Regions from separate parts of the Mus musculus genome. Here region 2 is linked to region 1. Evidence: chromatin contacts called from public promoter capture Hi-C data. All regions are on one chromosome and are shown on one strand. Each heading gives the region's core, a stretch centred on a gene start, on an enhancer-like site or on the middle of the called end of the contact. The rest is flanking DNA. Distances are from core to core; before and after follow the strand shown.

Region 1 (7,656 bases), core at 3,392-5,891:
CACAAAGAAGGCAGAGAGCATCCTTGAACCTTTTCAGAAGCAGCCACTGATATTCAAATAACCTGCGAGGGCCATTTGACGGCGAGGGGACCTAGGCATTTCCAATTCACTATTTGCATAGATCAGCCGTCTTTGAAAAGGAAAGGAGCAGTTGTCTTCCATAACATTAAAAAGCCTAGTTATCAAATCAAGTGCTTAGTTTGGGGCTTTTAAAACGTTTACATTTTATCTCAGGTTGCCCTTTACCGTTTGACATGCAAATTTGGTGCAGTTAATTTAGACAATTAAAAAGATCTTCAAGGGAGCTTTGTCACAGAGAATATTTGGAGTTTTCCCTGTGGACCAGCTGAGATAAAGTTGGCCAGAACAAATGATGTCTAGGAGATTAATTAGATATTTGATAAGACATGAATCCCTAATAAGGGAATACAAGGCACAGGGGGCTGCTGTGTGCTCTAAGTCAAAATTAATAACATTTAACAAGATTTTCATTTAGGCATGAAATGTCTTTTCCGGGGTATTGACTCTAGCGATTTATTCCCCAGAGATGCCTCCCAACGTAGAGAGCCTTGGAAACTAAAAGATATTTTTTTCCTAGAAAGATTTTTTCCCCCACAGATTGTTTTAAAATCAGTTTTAAAAAACAAACCCACCAATTTTTTCTGAACCCTCCGGGAGATGGGTAGGTATCTCCCCAGTTAAAACTGTCAAAAGCCCTGGCTTTTTAAAAAGGCGATCCAAAGATTTAAAATGTCACCTTTTGCAAGCCCTCCCATTAAGTAATACAACTACACATTCTTATAACCCGATTTAATTTTTGCTGTTGATATACAAATAAATAATTTTGACTTCTCAAAAAAATGTATGTGTGCTATGGCTTTTGCAACCCACATAAACTTCATTGCCTACAACTAACATTAAGGGAATTTGTTTCCCAACAAAAAAAAATAGTTGATTCCACATTAAAGATTATTGAGGGGGAAACAGGATATTTTTTTAAAGGAGGAGTGTTGTTTAGAGTCCTTTAATAACACCAAAATGAAAATATGATGTCAAGATTCTCTTCATACAGATAAACGCATTTAATTTCTTTAGATGACCTTAACTTACGTGTTTGAGTGAAATGGTAACTCAACATTTTAAATATCTTTTACATATATACTGACTTTCACAAAGTGCATCAGAAAATTAAAAAGAAACTCCCTGAATTTCAGGAATTCACAAAAAAACTATTCGAATGAACATTTACAAGAAAATAAAAGAGAACACAATCCTTTGAACCCTATTTATACAGATGTTATGAAATACAGAGAAACTGTTGCTAGACTTCCAGTTGAATATCTCACCTTAAGCCTTTTTTGATGCTTCCTTTTTTTAGAAAAAAAAAAAAAAGTCTCATTGTAAGTAGACATCAAGCAGGACTTGGAGATTTTATATATAATATAATCCACACAAAGGGTCTGTTTTTATAGGTCTCGTTTGTTTTCATTCGAAAGTTCTGACAGTCCTTTGCTGAGTGGTAGCTAGTTTTTGTTTTTTGTTTTTGAGAAAAGGACAGAGGATGGTGGGGGGAGTGGGCAGTGGGGGGAGGGGACATTTCTGTGTATTGCTCTTCTCTGGAGAAGTTTGTTCGAGTGGGTGCCTGTGAGTGCGCGCGCGGGAGTGTGCGTTCTTGCGTTTGTGGGACTCCGGGGTGGTGTGTGTGTGTGTGTGTGTGTGTGTGTGTGTGTGTAGTTTTGAACCTGCACTTATGTCGGAGGATGGCTCGCTTTTGTTTCTGGACCTCGAGATCGATTCTCATCTGGGCGCAACGGGTTGAGGGCAACTCCGGCGCCGCCAGCAAGCCACCGCCCGGGGTTCCGCGCTGCTCCACCTCGCTCCCAGCCTGGGCTCCGGGGGCTTCTCTGGAGCCCCTGCCCTCCCGTGCGCCCACTCGCTCGCCCTCCGAACCTCTCGCTCGCTCGCTCTGGGTGTCTCTACTTGCTCGCTCGCGCCTCTCCGCCAACCTCTAGGAGTCGTTGGGACCGGTCGCAGCTTCCTTGCCTCCCGCCGAAGCCGCCGCTGCCGCTGCCGCCGCCGCCGCTGCCGCCGCCGCAGCCGCCCGGGCTGCACTGACGCCGGAATCGTGCAGGATGAGGTCCGGGGACTCGGAACGGGGTGTCTCCAGGTTGCTGGCGTCCGTGTCACTGTCGCTGCCCTTTTTGCCCCCGCCGCCCCCGTTGTGCGTCTTAATGTGTTTGCTCAGGTGGTCGCTGCGCATGAAACGCTTGTTGCACACAGGGCAGGCGAAGCGCTTCTCGCCCGTGTGAGTCCGCAGGTGCCGCTGCAGCTCGTCCGAGCGCGTGAAGCGCTTGCCGCAGAAGAGCCAGTTGCACACGAAGGGCCGCTCGCCCGTGTGCCAGCGCAGGTGCGCCTTCAGGTGCGACGTCTTGCCGTACACCTTGCCACAGCCCGGGATGTGACAGCTGTGCAGCCCCTTGCGGCGTAGGCTCGCCCCGGCCGGACCCAGCCGCTCGGCCTCCTGGCAGTTGGGGCAGTCGCAGGTGGCGCGGCCCGAGTAGCGACGGGCGGAGCGCGCCGAGCTGCCCCCGGCGGCGGCCGCCGCTGCGCCCGAAATCATAGCGCTGGCGGCCGCCGCGGCCACCGCTGCGCTGGAGTCCGAGTAAGAGGGCAGCACCGGCTTGAAGCCGTCCTGGGCCAGCAGGTGCTGGCTGGTGGAGAGCAGGTGCGAAGCGGCGGCGGCCGACGAGCCGAGGCCGGTGGAGCTGAAGGCCGAGTGCGTGAGCGAGCTGAAGTCGGGGTTGTAGGTGCCCAGCTGAGAGTGCAGCGAGGCCTGGGGGGCGCCCGAGTGCAGCGAGCTCTGCAGCCCCCCGGCGGGGTTCTGCACCTCCAGCCAGGACCCAGGGCTGCTGTGCACGTCCCACCACGATGACGCCGCGCCGTTGGTCACCTCGCCCGCCGCTAGGGTCGAGTGGAAGCCCGACTTGTACCACGACTCGTACGGGTGCGCCATGCCCACGCGCGGGTACAGACCGTCGGCCGCCGTCGTGTGCACCTTGGAGATGAAGGCCGACTGGCCGCCCGCCTCCTGCGGGGACACGCCGGCCGCCGCGGCCGCCGCCGCCGCCGAGTTGGAGAAAAGGCCGCCATAGTCGCTGCTGAAGGCGGACGACGTGGGGGACGTGGAGGCCAGGCAGAAGGCGCTGTTGGCGGCTCCCGAGCCACCCGCCAGGCTGCCCGAGCCGCGGCCGCCCGTGGCCACAGCGAAGCCGGAGAGACTGGAGCCGAGGTTGCAGCTGGACGAGGAGCGCTTCCAGGGGTGGAAGCCGCCTTTGGCGAAGGCGCTGGACTCGGGCAGGGTCGTCAGGGGGCTCGTGTTGCCGATCTTGTTGCAGGTCGCCGCCAGCATGGCCAACGGGGTCGTTCCGAAGCGTGGCTCTTCCTAGAGTGGGTGGGGTGAAGGAGGGAGCGAGGAGGAGGAGGAGGAGGGCAGGGAGAAGTGGGGGAAGACACAAAGTGCACCGGTGAGCAGCCTCGTTCCCCCCGCGCAGATCCCGGAGGGCCCTGGCACCCCGGCTCGCGCCTCCTCCCCGCACGCTGGCGGGGGACGCGCCGCGCCCCGCGCAGGACAGAGGCGACCACGAGCGAGTAGGAAAGTTGTTCCTCAGTGAGACTATAGATCAGAAATGCCTCGGTTTTCGCCACTTCGTTCGCTGCCACCCTTGTCTAGAATCAGACTTGGGTTGACGCCATAAGCCCGCTCATCTCCCAGAAGCTCCCAAGTCGCCCTTCCGGGTGTAGCACGAAGGTAAACACACACAAGAAATAACGGGTGAGGGCGGGGGGTGGTGGCCAAAACAGCCACCCAGTGCTGGAAGAAACTCTTAGAACATTCCTCGAATGAGTGGCTACGACTTGGCTATTTTCTTTTATAGTTCAGAAACGTAGTTTTGATATTTACACAACGCACACGATTACAAAAAGAATCCAAGTATAAGCGGCTTTCAAAGTCAAGGGCAAACTGGGGAGCCACGCTAATGTAAGTGTTTATTAATGTAACTTCGTGGCCTGCAAAACAAGACTTTCCAGAAAACACTGTAATGTAATGCAACAACCCCCAAACCAAGTGGCGGGGGGTGGGGTTGGGAGTGGGGGAGTGATGTTAAAATCAAGAAGGGAAGAAAAGAAACATTCGGCTTTGCCTCAAAAACCAGTTAAAAGGGAACTTGCTTAAGACATTCTTTTCTTGCAAAGGCAAAAGGTCCCAGGTTCCAATAACTTGAAAAGATCGGTTCCAGAAATGTAGAAAATGCTAAAAGGAAACCAGAGCTGTGGTATAGCAACAGTTTCTTGAGAGATTCTGGCCCAGAGAAGCCATAAGAAAACAAAACAAAAACAAAAAACCACCACCAACAACACAAAAACAAAACAAACAAAAATGAGCAAAGCCTTTGCAGCGAGTCTTTTTCACTTACCCCAAGTATAGACGTGGCCATAGCAGGTTTTGGGCTGCGCGGCGAGGCCCGGAGCGGTGTTAAGCCTGGCGGCTGCTGGGAATCACGATTCAGGTCCCGCGCGGCTCCCGCGTCCCGCGCTCGCGCCGAGCGGACTCTGGGCTCCCGCCGGCAAAACTCAGCCTAAGTGCGAGGAGCACCCGCTTTGAAGTGCCGCTGGCTGCGCCTCTCGCCCAATGAGGGCGCAGGCAGAGCAGACGGGAGCTGCCCCGCAGCCAATCAGACGCTCCGAGGGGCCCGAGCCCGGGCTCCTGGCGCGTGCCAGTCAAGTCTGCGGGCGTGGGTGGGAGGGGGGCGGGCTAGGGACAGAAGAAATTACAGTGCAATTAAAAATTTACACACACTCACGTACCAAGCCAGGTTTAAGTACTGTTGAGACCAAGCCGCAGGCCCCCACCACTCCCACCACCCTGGCCACCTTGCTACGTAGGGCTGACAGTCTTCACTCTCCACTTGTGGGAAAGAAGCAGGAGAGGGACACCCCGGCCTAGGGCACAAGCAGAAATGGTCTGCGTTCACTTTGTGTGTACACGTTGTTGCTGCGAAGAACTTGAACTTGTAGCCATCACTCTTGCGATGGATTTATCCTTGTCGTGGTCGTTTTCCCAGATTCCTGCTCCCACCGTACTCTTTTTATACTCAGAGTCCTATTGAGCAGAGGGCGCAAAGGACAGCTGGGCCTCTCCAGGCAGGTCTACACCCACAGACTTGTTAGGAGAGCCCAGAGCCTGCTGCATCCCGCCATTTCCCTCCAGCGGTCTAAGTGACTTCCTAATTGTCGCTCTGGCCTCTGACCCAGGGGGTAATACAAGTGCCTATCACACCAGAAGCTCCTGGTGGTAATTGAGGGCACCCTTTGTATGGCTTCGCCAGCGCCTAGATACCAGGTTAACCCAGTTGTCAAATATGACTAAACAGTGGGACGTGCTGATTATCTGCCAGGTTTTTCTGGGGGCTGGCGTGGGGGTGGGAAGCATCAGCCCATACAACACTCTGCACGAAGCCGCTTATTTTCACATTGTAACAACTTTGGAAACGGAGACCGGCGCGAGCGGCGTCCGCCCCCCCACCGCCACCCCCGCCGAAGCTGCAGCTTGCACCGCTGTTTGTTTAACCCGGTGGAGATTTGCATGTCGGATTTCAGGTTGAAGTCGAGTTTTAGGGGATGTTTATAGAGTCATTTTTCTTGCTTCAGATTCAAACTATCTCCACTGCAGACTGCTAGGGCCTAGAAACTCCGTCTTCAGGGCCAAGGGACTCCAAAGGAAGGCTCATCTTCATCAGGCACCCTGCTGACACAGCCTTTGGAGGACCTCTCCGGAGCCTTCACCGAGAGAGTCTGCGAAAGCCAGGCCACACGTGGGCGCCTCCGCCTTCTGCAAGCTGGAAGCATCTTCAAAGCCTCTCTGGACCTTGGTGTAAAAAGAGGTGTCCTCACGCATCGCAAGGCGCCGCCGCTGGAGGGTTTCCTGTTTCTGGGCATTACTTTTGTCTTTTCCAGGGTAGCCAGAGGCAGCTTTTGAACTAGAAATACCAGCGCCCTCAGGCAGGTCTGGATACTTAAACGTGTAAGCACGTCCCCCCTCCAAACCACATCCTGCTTTTTAAAATAATAACTCCCAACCCTAAATGATCGGGTGCAAAAGACAATTTGTCGGGGGAACGACAAGTCAGGAGGATGTGAAGTTGTTTTTCCAGGTTGAGTTCATTTGCAAGATCTCTAGGCCCAAAAGTAAGTCCACCGCAAGACTTCTCTCTCACCTTAAGGTGGAAGACCAGGCCTGCACGCACCGGCTCTTCGTGAATGGGGAGAGCTTATGTGGACGTCGCCTTTCCCTAGACTATTTTTGCTCAGAATGCCTTTAAAAGAAAACTTTAAGGTGACAAAAGAAAAGGAGGAAAATGATGGCGGAAAAGGAGAAAAGAGAGGGATGAGCTGATCAGCTAGGAAGGAAGCTCTGCGTCCTAGGTGACTGAGATAAAAATCTAAGGGGGGGGGGGGCGTAAAGAAAGACAACGCGGTGGAAGGGGGCGGGTTACCAGGCTGCAGGACCAAGCCAGAAAGCCCAGCAGGGGGGACCCAGGAGCTGTTCCCAACAGGTGATTTCTGCCCTGGAAGGGGAGGCTGGCCCTCGGCTTCCCGTAGGGTCCTCGCGTCGATTTACTAATAGAGGGATTGTTAAGTGGCAGCGAGGCGTTTCCGATTCACCCTGGGCAGCCCGGGGAGGAGAAGTGCAGAGGGGTTCCCCACGACTTCTCCTCCCCAACCCACCCTCTTCTTAAGGAAACCTGACCAAGTCATAAATAAGACAACCCGAAAAGCCACTTGGCACTGGTAACATTTTTAAGCCCACCATTTAAACAGTTCTCACAGGCGTCTCGGGCTCGAGGCACCCGGATTCCTCCTCCTCCTCCTCCTCCTCCTCCTCCTCCTCCTCCTCCTCCTCCTCCTCCTCCTCCTCCTCCTCCTCCTCCTGCAGCAGTCCCCTCCCCCTCCCGCTGTTTTCCACGCAGTTCCAGCTGTCAGACTCTGGACGTGGGCTTTCGCATATTCCTAGACACACGCGTCCTCATCACAATAAAAGTTAGGGAAGTCTTCCAAAGGAATACAGACAATTCAACAATCCTGCCCGTTTCAACTCTAAGGTGGGGCTCAAAGAAAATCTTGGGGGGGGGGTTCCAGTTTTTTTCCCCTTCCGTCTGACAGATTTTTTTCATCTTCTAAAAAATCTAGTTTTTAAACAAAGATCAATGTGTTATGCTAAAGTGTTGAGCTGACTGTTAAAACATTTGGGGAAATAATGACAATGTAACAAAGGCCTGGTTTGGAGTGAATCATCACCCTTTTAAAAGTTAAAGCAATTTTCAGGAGAATAGCTTTCAGCAAACGCTTTACATTATTCAAAACGGCCAAATAATGCTCTATTATAGCGCCTGAATGGTGCCAGTCAGCCCCTAAGTGCAATTTGTGCAAAGGCCCCGGTGCCTTATCTCCACTTCTTTATAAAGAGGTGAATATAAAACAATTTCTTCCAAACCCAGACAGAGAGCACGAAAATTGCTTCCCTTTCTGCAATCAGGGCAATTTAACTGGAGTGCAATTAGCACTATTAAATGTCGATTCTGCATAAACAAATCTGAC
Region 2 (7,656 bases), core at 3,203-5,702, 92 kb after region 1:
TAGGAGGTTCAGTTCATTTTCATTATGGCAGGAAGCATGGCAGTGTCCAGGCAGGCACTGTGCTGGAGAAGGAACTCATCTTGATCTGAGTGCAACCAGGAGACAGTATCTCCCAGGGGGTGGAGCTTGAGCACCAGAGGCCTTCAAAGCCTACCGCATGCACACTGATGTACTTCCTCCAACAAGGCCACACCTTCCAATGGTAGTAGCACTTGTTATGGACCGAGCATATCTAAAACACCATGATGTATATGTTTTATATACATTTATATTTAGTTATTGACAAATAACTAAGCAAAATATGTATATGCATATGCATGCTTCTGCAATAGTAGGCTTCCCACATGACTTTCTCAAAGGTATTTTCATGTTAGTTGTCCCTTTCCACTCCCCACCTCACTAGCTTTAGATTTTTGTGCTAGTCTGGCCATACACTGTGGTAGCTACCCTATGTATTGATTGAAGAAACACAGCATAAGCACACATGCATACAGCCTCTTGTAGTCTGGTTCTATGGCTGGATTTCTGATGTATATTTAAATCTGAGAAGTCTGATGTTTCCAGCAGTTGGTGGTCAAATGTAGAAACTGTTAATAAAAATAAAAATGAATGTATTATTAAAAATTGTACTAGTGATATATCAAGTACAAAATTGTTTTTAATAACTTAAATATTTTCATAACAAACTATTTTATTATGGAGTATAAAAATCTTCATTGAGGGAAATGTTTCCATTAATGATAATTAGCTAGTAACTGCTGTTTTCAGTATGCTTCAATTACAGTATGTTACTTGATTATATGTTACAAAGTAAATTTAAGGTTATTCTAGGCACTTAGATAAAGTACTTTGTGGGTTAACTCACTGTTAGGGGCAGATTCCGTGCATATTTTTTGAGGGAGGGGAAAGTATAAGTAAAAAATGAAGATAATACTAAAACATTGTCTATTATCTCATTAAATTAATCTGTTTGTATTTCTTATTCTTATTGTATAACAAGAGATTAATTATAAATGTAATTGCCTGTGCAGAATGTTTCAGAAACATGAGGTAGCTAGTATTATTGTCTAATAATTGAGAGCAGCATTTATTGAGTAACTGATGTCATATGGGAGCTCCAGGTTAGTAAAACTAATAATACCTCTCCTTAAAAGTTCAAAAGGAGGAGAATACGATAAGTTATACAAGTTAGTCTAAGGTATGTGTTGTTTTATTTTGGTATTTTATTTTAGTTTTTGACAAATAACTAAGCAAAATAATTGATAGGTTTCATTATTGATAAAGAAATGTTTTAGAGTATTCCAAAGTTAATATAGAGTTCCCACAAGTGAACCTTTAGGGCAATATATTTGAATAGTCAGTGTATGGACATGGTGTGGTTTAATAAACTAGACTCAAGGAAAAAGAAAGCTGTGTGTAACTATTTTAAGAAGTTTCTGTTTATTTAAACTTTGATTTATGATAGTAATAGAAATTATTCACACTGACATAATCATAAAACTTGGGAATTAGAATTTCACAAGTGAGCTATTTTTTAAAATTATTTTTAATTTTTGCTTCCTTAGTTATATTATATCCCTAAACGTAAAGTAAAATACGTACTGGTATGCAAGTTTTTGCTTTTTATCTTAATATAAACATTATCCTTTGTTTAAATTTCTACTTAGCATTACTTTGTTCTTTATATATAAATTGATTTTAATCTAAGTTACATAGCTCAGATCATAAGCCAATTCGAAGTAAAACATGCTATGATTGACCCTTTTCCTCTCTTCTGCCCGCTCCTTTCCCTTTTCTTCCCTGTTTCTCCCTTTGCTTTCCAAGTGTCTCTTCTTATGTAAGCCAGGGTGGCCTTGACCGCAGCAGTCCTCCTGCATCGGCTGCCACAGAATTATTGTGCAGACTTGCCTCGCTTCCCTCAGCCTGTCTTTATTGCTGCATTCATTCTGGTGGGAGTTAACTTTTGAAAACAAAAAGTATGAAGAAGCAAATTTTAAGGTTGACCTCATTGACATAATTATCAGTTTTGTTCTCATTCAGAGTTTTTACTTAGTTTTCAGAAATCAGTATATCTAGATTTTGTATTTTTCTTATTGTTCTCAGTTTTATAGCATTAGATAATTTTGCTGTCGTCTTGTGTTGTGATCATTTAAACCAAATGCAAAGCTCGTATGGAAAATTGTAAACAGCTCACTTATACATTTACCCTGGAGACTGAGTCCAATTACAAGTTGAAGTTAGTGTCACGCTTTGCTTGGAAAATAAACTTCATGATTTGATTGTGTGAGGTATGAGTATGCTTAAGGAGGTACAATGTTTTATTTTTGCTCATGTGTGGTTTCTAAATCATTGGAACTTGAGTGGTGCCGGTTTACTGTGCACCTATATGGAAGGCAGACCAATTGTCCTGTTTATGAGTTCTTATCTTCTTAAAGTCGACTTAGTCAGCAGGAATTGTGATTCAGCGTAACGAGAGAATAACTTGTTTCTGCTTAGATAGGCTTCGAAGACCCATTGAATATCTATAATAAATACACCTCCAGGCGTGGTGGTGTGTGCCTAATATCCCACCATTTGAGAGGCTGTTTTGGGGCCCCCAAGGAGAACATGTCTCATAAAACAAAACAAAATGAAAAAAAGAGCCAAACAAACCAAATATTGGAAATAAATACCTATAATTGGTACTTGTAAATGCTGCAAATTAATTAATGAGGCCACCATTTTAAATAAAACATTTTTTCCCAGCCTAAATCCTAAATTATTAGGTCAGGTGAGGTGGTACACACCTTTAATCTCATATGTGAGGCAGTTTGAGGCCACCCATGGCAATGCAGTGAAACTGTCTCAAAACCAATCAGAAATCATAGGTTAACATCAAAGTATAAAATAAACCAAGGCTCAGAGACATAAGATAATGCATACATCTTATTGATAAATCCCTGTGATGAAACTTAAGTATGTTCTCAAAGATCTTCACTCAACTATTAACAGCTTTATTAAAGTAAAATTAGGAAAGTAAACATCTGATATGTACCAACTGATGTATTTACCTGTCAAATCGTATGTAGTCAACATATGTATGCTTATCTCCCCAAAGGATGGTTCATGAACCTTTGTGCACCCTTCCTAAGATAAGCACCCTGATGTTGTACTCCCAGGGAAGTACTAATCGCTGTAGGCTAGTTCACATTTTTTATAATTTGATTGGAATCATATATACTTTTATTTGTTTGTGTGTTTGTTTTCACTTGGCATAATTGGAAATTTATTATAGGTAGTAATGCTACATTTCTGGAAATTGCTAAGTACTGTTTTTATTCATATAATGGGATTTATCGATTCACTTGTTGGCTGGTATTGTTTCTGATTAGGGGCCATTACAAATAAAGGCACCTGAGCAGACAGATACAGAAAAAAAAATTAATTAATGAACCTATTACTTTATAGTTGAACTTCCAATTTCCAGAAGGTCTAGATAAATAATTAAGTTCAGCTTAGTAGCAAGTGGTTAAATCTAGTATTTAAAAATAGGCAAGTTAGTTATTTTGGAATTATTTGGGAATTGATGTAATTGGGGAAACTTACAAGGTTACTAACATTTTATAAATTATGATTTTTTTAGAATATGCCTTTTTATAAATCAAAATTAATTTTCTGTTGACATTAATCTTTTATTGTTTGTGATGAAGTGTACTTAAAAAAACAAAAAATGCAAATATTCTTGATTTTATTAGGCTGACTGACCTAAGGTGCACTACCAATTTGTCTGTGATTTCTGGCAGAGAATAATAGTGCTCTTCAGTTGGATGTAGGCTAACTTTTAAAGAATGCCCTTGTTCTAAGTAGTCTAAGAAGTGCTGAGATCCATGTCAATATTCAGAATTCATATTTTTCTTGCACAGAGGTTGTGATAAAATGGTGCATGGTGTGTTTTCATTGCCTGTTGAAAGACTTTCATGCAGTTAAAATAAGCATTTTGATGGTGGTTGAATTAAGAGTTTTTGTCAGTCTCTTCTCATCATGGATGATTAGACTAAAACGTCTGCTTGTCTTGACTTGAGATCACCACAGCCTCAGATAACATGCTTTGTGATTGAAGGTCGAAATATTTTGAATTCTAATAGGCTGCCAGATGAATTGCTTGAAATAGACTGTAAAATTTCAAGGCATCCTTTCCCATCTGCTGTGAAAAGAACCATTGGGAATGGTTGAGCTTGATGATCATAGAATTACTGGATGGTGATTCTAAAACCCTCAAAGGGAAGTTGCTATGGAGATCTTGTTCCAAACTGTGAAATGATTCACCTTTGAAAGGCTGCAGGGTCTGAGAAGCTGAACACATCATTGTTCAGGTGGTCATTGGTTAGGAAATTGCTGGTGCCTGTGTAATCAGCACTCCTGTGGTAGTTAGCGATCTAAAAAGGTTTGTTCTGAGTGATGTGGGACAACAGCAATGTGCATAAGGCGACTCTCTCAGTCCTGGTTTGTTCAGCCTGGTGCTTGTAATACAGTGAACTGTGCAGCTCAGAACAAACTGCTTTGTTGAGGAAACCTTTTGAAAACAAGATTTTGCACCAGTGAGTTTAGTGTCAAAATAAAATGGTCTCTTTCGGAAATAAAAATGTTATAGAAGTATGATTTCTTGGTTTGTTTTGTTAATCCCCTGTACATGTTGGTGGTAGAATGCTCTGTATCTCTTAAGGTCCAAGGCTTCCCACCATGGTGAGGGTCACCTTGCCATGCTGCACATTGTCAGTAGCCTTTTCAGAACGGAGGAGCACCTGGGGCATGTAGAAAGACTACACACCATTGAGAACAAGTTTAGGACGCTTTCCAATGAATGTGATTTCTTGTCCATAGCAGATTGTTTCTCATATGTATTTGTAGCAGCGCTTCAAATTGATTTTTATGTTTTTACTAAATTAATTATTCAGAATCAACTTTTACTTCTAGAAACTTAATGGAACAGGTTTTGAAATTTATATGATCACTTAGTATACTGCAATACTGTCTTGGTAAATTTTTAAAATAAATTACATCGACTGCTTGATAAGAGTCAGTAATGTTAAGCTTAGGTAAACATATTAAACCTCCTGAAAGACATTTGTATATCAAGTTTCTTTGTGGGGTGTTTTCTCCAAACACCATTAACGCCAGATAATATGGTGTGCAGTTTTATGTACCCACTGTCATGGATCAAGATACTCAGGGTTTTCATGTTCTGTAGTGCGTTTCATGTTTAGTCGCTGTTGATCCCTTCCACTGTCCCTCAATGCAGTTTTATCACTTTAGAATTTCATGTAATGTCACATGGCATACAGTGTTGTATGTGTTTCACTCACCAGCAAGCACGCTTTGCAGTTTGTGCATAGTTTGTTTCCCTGTTGATGTTTTATTGCCAGAGAGCCTTTAACATACAACATCACAATTTGCCCATCCATTTATGAGTTGATGACTTGTGATTTGTTCCCAGGCTTTACTCTTTTGTTTTTGTTTTTTGTTTTTTTTTCGAGACAGGGTTTCTCTGTGTAGTCCTGGCTGTCCTGGAACTCACTCTGTAGGCCAGGCTGGTCTCGAACTCAGAAATTCGCCTGCCTCTGCCTCCCAAGTGCTGGGATTAAAGGCGTGTGCCACCACGCCCTGCTCCAGGCTTTACTCTTATAGAAATCTGTGTACAAGTGTTTATGTGAACATAAATTTCTGGGTTTTGGTGGGGCTAATACATAGAAATAAGGTTGTTGGAAGAGTGTGGAAAATGTGTGTTTAGCTCCAAAACATTACCACACTGGTTTTCAAAGTGGCTGTAACAAGCTTCACGGGGCATGCGAGTTCCAGGCCCTCCGTATCTTGTCTGACACCTGCTGAGGACTGTATAGGACAGGTTTGGATGGGAAGTCACTGTGCTTCTAATATAAACTCTGTCAGGATGACCTTCTTTACAGAATTTTAGACTTCCCTAGTTTTTTGTTTGTTCATATACAAGTTACAAATTTGCTGGCTTAAGTTATTTTTGATTTTTACAAGATTGCTATTTTCATTGACCTTTGTTTCATGAAATTTAAGCATATACCATTAGAATTTCTGGTAGTCATGGGTAACTAGCCATCATTATATTTTGGGGTTAATATACAGACTAGTTAAATTTGTACTTTCATTTTTGTTGCAGATGTGTTTCTTCCTAATGTTTTAGTCTGCAGAATAACGAGTTTTGTTGTGATAGCGTCCCTACCTTTAGATGATTTTCATTGGGATAGCATACCTTTAGAGCATCGCACTTTGGTTTGCTAAAATGTTAAAGACTTTGTTTTTCATGAGTGTTCTTGAAGGCATGTCAGTTGTTTGGTTTTCTTGTATTCTTTTCTTGTAGATAATTTCACACTAGGATAATACTAGCCTTGTGAATTAGTAGGTGATTTTCTGATGGGTTTGCTGGAGGTCTTTGTTCATTCCCTCTTAAATGATAGAAAGAATTTACCAGATGAGCCATTTCAAGGCCTACCTTTGTTTATTTTTTTATGTTTGTTTCTTTATTTGTGGTGAAGTTTCTATTTCAAATTCAGTTTGAATTGATACAAGATAAATTTATATTTTTTGTTCACTGTTCATTTGTTTCTAGAATTTTTATTGTTTTAGCTAGATTGTTGAATTTATTAGTATAAAGTTATTAATCTATTATTTGTTATATTATAGCTTACAGTAATGTATCCTCTTTCAGTCCTGACGTTGGAGCAAGACATAATTTTTACCTTTTGCCCTTTCTTTTCTTAAAGTTATTTATTATTCATCTTACGTATATGAGTACATTGTAGCTGTCTTCAGACACACCAGAAGAGAGTATTAGATTTCATAACAGGTGGTTGTAAGCCCCCATGTGGTTTCTGGGAATTGAACTCAGGACCTGTGGAAGAGTGGCCAGTGACTTAACTGCTGAGCCATCTCTCCAGCCCATCTTTTGTCCTTTCTTGATTAATGTATCTGCAGCCTAATTAATTAATTAATTTTTTTCTTTTTGTTTTTTCGAGGCAGGGTTTCTCTGTGTAGCTCTGGCTGTTCTAGAACTCACTCTATAGCCCAGGTTGGCCTTGAACTCAGAGATCTGCCTGCCTCTGCCTCCAGAGTGCTAGGACTAAGTTCATCACCACCACCCAGCTTTACTGATCTTTTTGAGAGACCCTGTCAACTGGTTTGCTTGCCTCTTGTCCTATTGTTGACTTTAGCTCTTGTTTGCAGAAAGCTCTTGTGTGTGCTAGGACTGAGCCACACCACAGCTACTTGTTAACAGTAAACAGAAAGCATTTGCATTAAAGGTGTGTGTTAGGGCTGAACCACACCACAACAAGAAACAGGTTTTTCCAGTTCATAGTCTTGGGGTTCACAATCAATCAAATATACTACAAGTGTCCTATATTTTGAAAGTATGCTTAGGTACCTATACATGTTATGCCTTTGTATATTCCCAGTCAGTTTACTTTTGTTCCTCCCCACCCCTCCCACCCCCCAAGTAAACTACAACTATCCATTGGACCTGATTGTGCATCTTTGCCAGCAGCTGGGATGTCTCCACTCATGTATTTCTGGTGTAAATTACTTGAACTCTGTGCTCAGAAACCAGTTTAGTGAATCCTCTACTGAAGAGCTCCTGAAGGGCTGGCCTGG

Evidence for each region. Promoter capture Hi-C pulls out the DNA fragments that hold promoters and counts their contacts.
Region 2: a promoter capture Hi-C map of trophoblast stem cells shows a contact between it and region 1, with 3 times the contacts expected there. The contact joins the enhancer-like site here to the promoter of Sp9 in region 1. A contact is called at or near these places in 16 of 39 promoter capture datasets (the 3T3-L1 cell line, 3T3-L1-derived adipocytes, the HPC-7 cell line and 10 more), 20 of 484 Hi-C or Micro-C datasets (the 63-12 cell line, the AML12 cell line, CD4 single positive thymocytes and 14 more), 12 of 115 datasets of contacts at active chromatin or transcription factors (the SCID.adh cell line, T-cell acute lymphoblastic leukemia, bone marrow-derived dendritic cells and 8 more) and 5 of 9 other capture datasets (adipose tissue, embryonic stem cells, embryonic trunk and 2 more).

Annotation. Positions count from the first base shown.
Region 1 is chr2:73,268,911-73,276,566 of GRCm38.p6, reverse strand. Sp9 (trans-acting transcription factor 9) reads right to left here and starts at 4,641. Exons shown (of 2, transcript NM_001005343.2): 1 at 4,476-4,641; 2 at 796-3,442. The coding sequence starts at 4,496. The coding sequence ends at 2,009.
Region 2 is chr2:73,176,832-73,184,487 of GRCm38.p6, reverse strand. The region is part of intron 4 of Ola1 (Obg-like ATPase 1); the gene reads left to right. Among named protein-coding and RNA genes, the nearest start is that of Ola1, 34 kb to the left of the region's middle. Within about 2 kb of position 4,452, at least 5 of the 459 cell types and tissues checked have an H3K27ac peak or open chromatin away from gene starts, as enhancers often do. A contact at or near this core is called in the SCID.adh cell line and trophoblast stem cells, where this site is marked.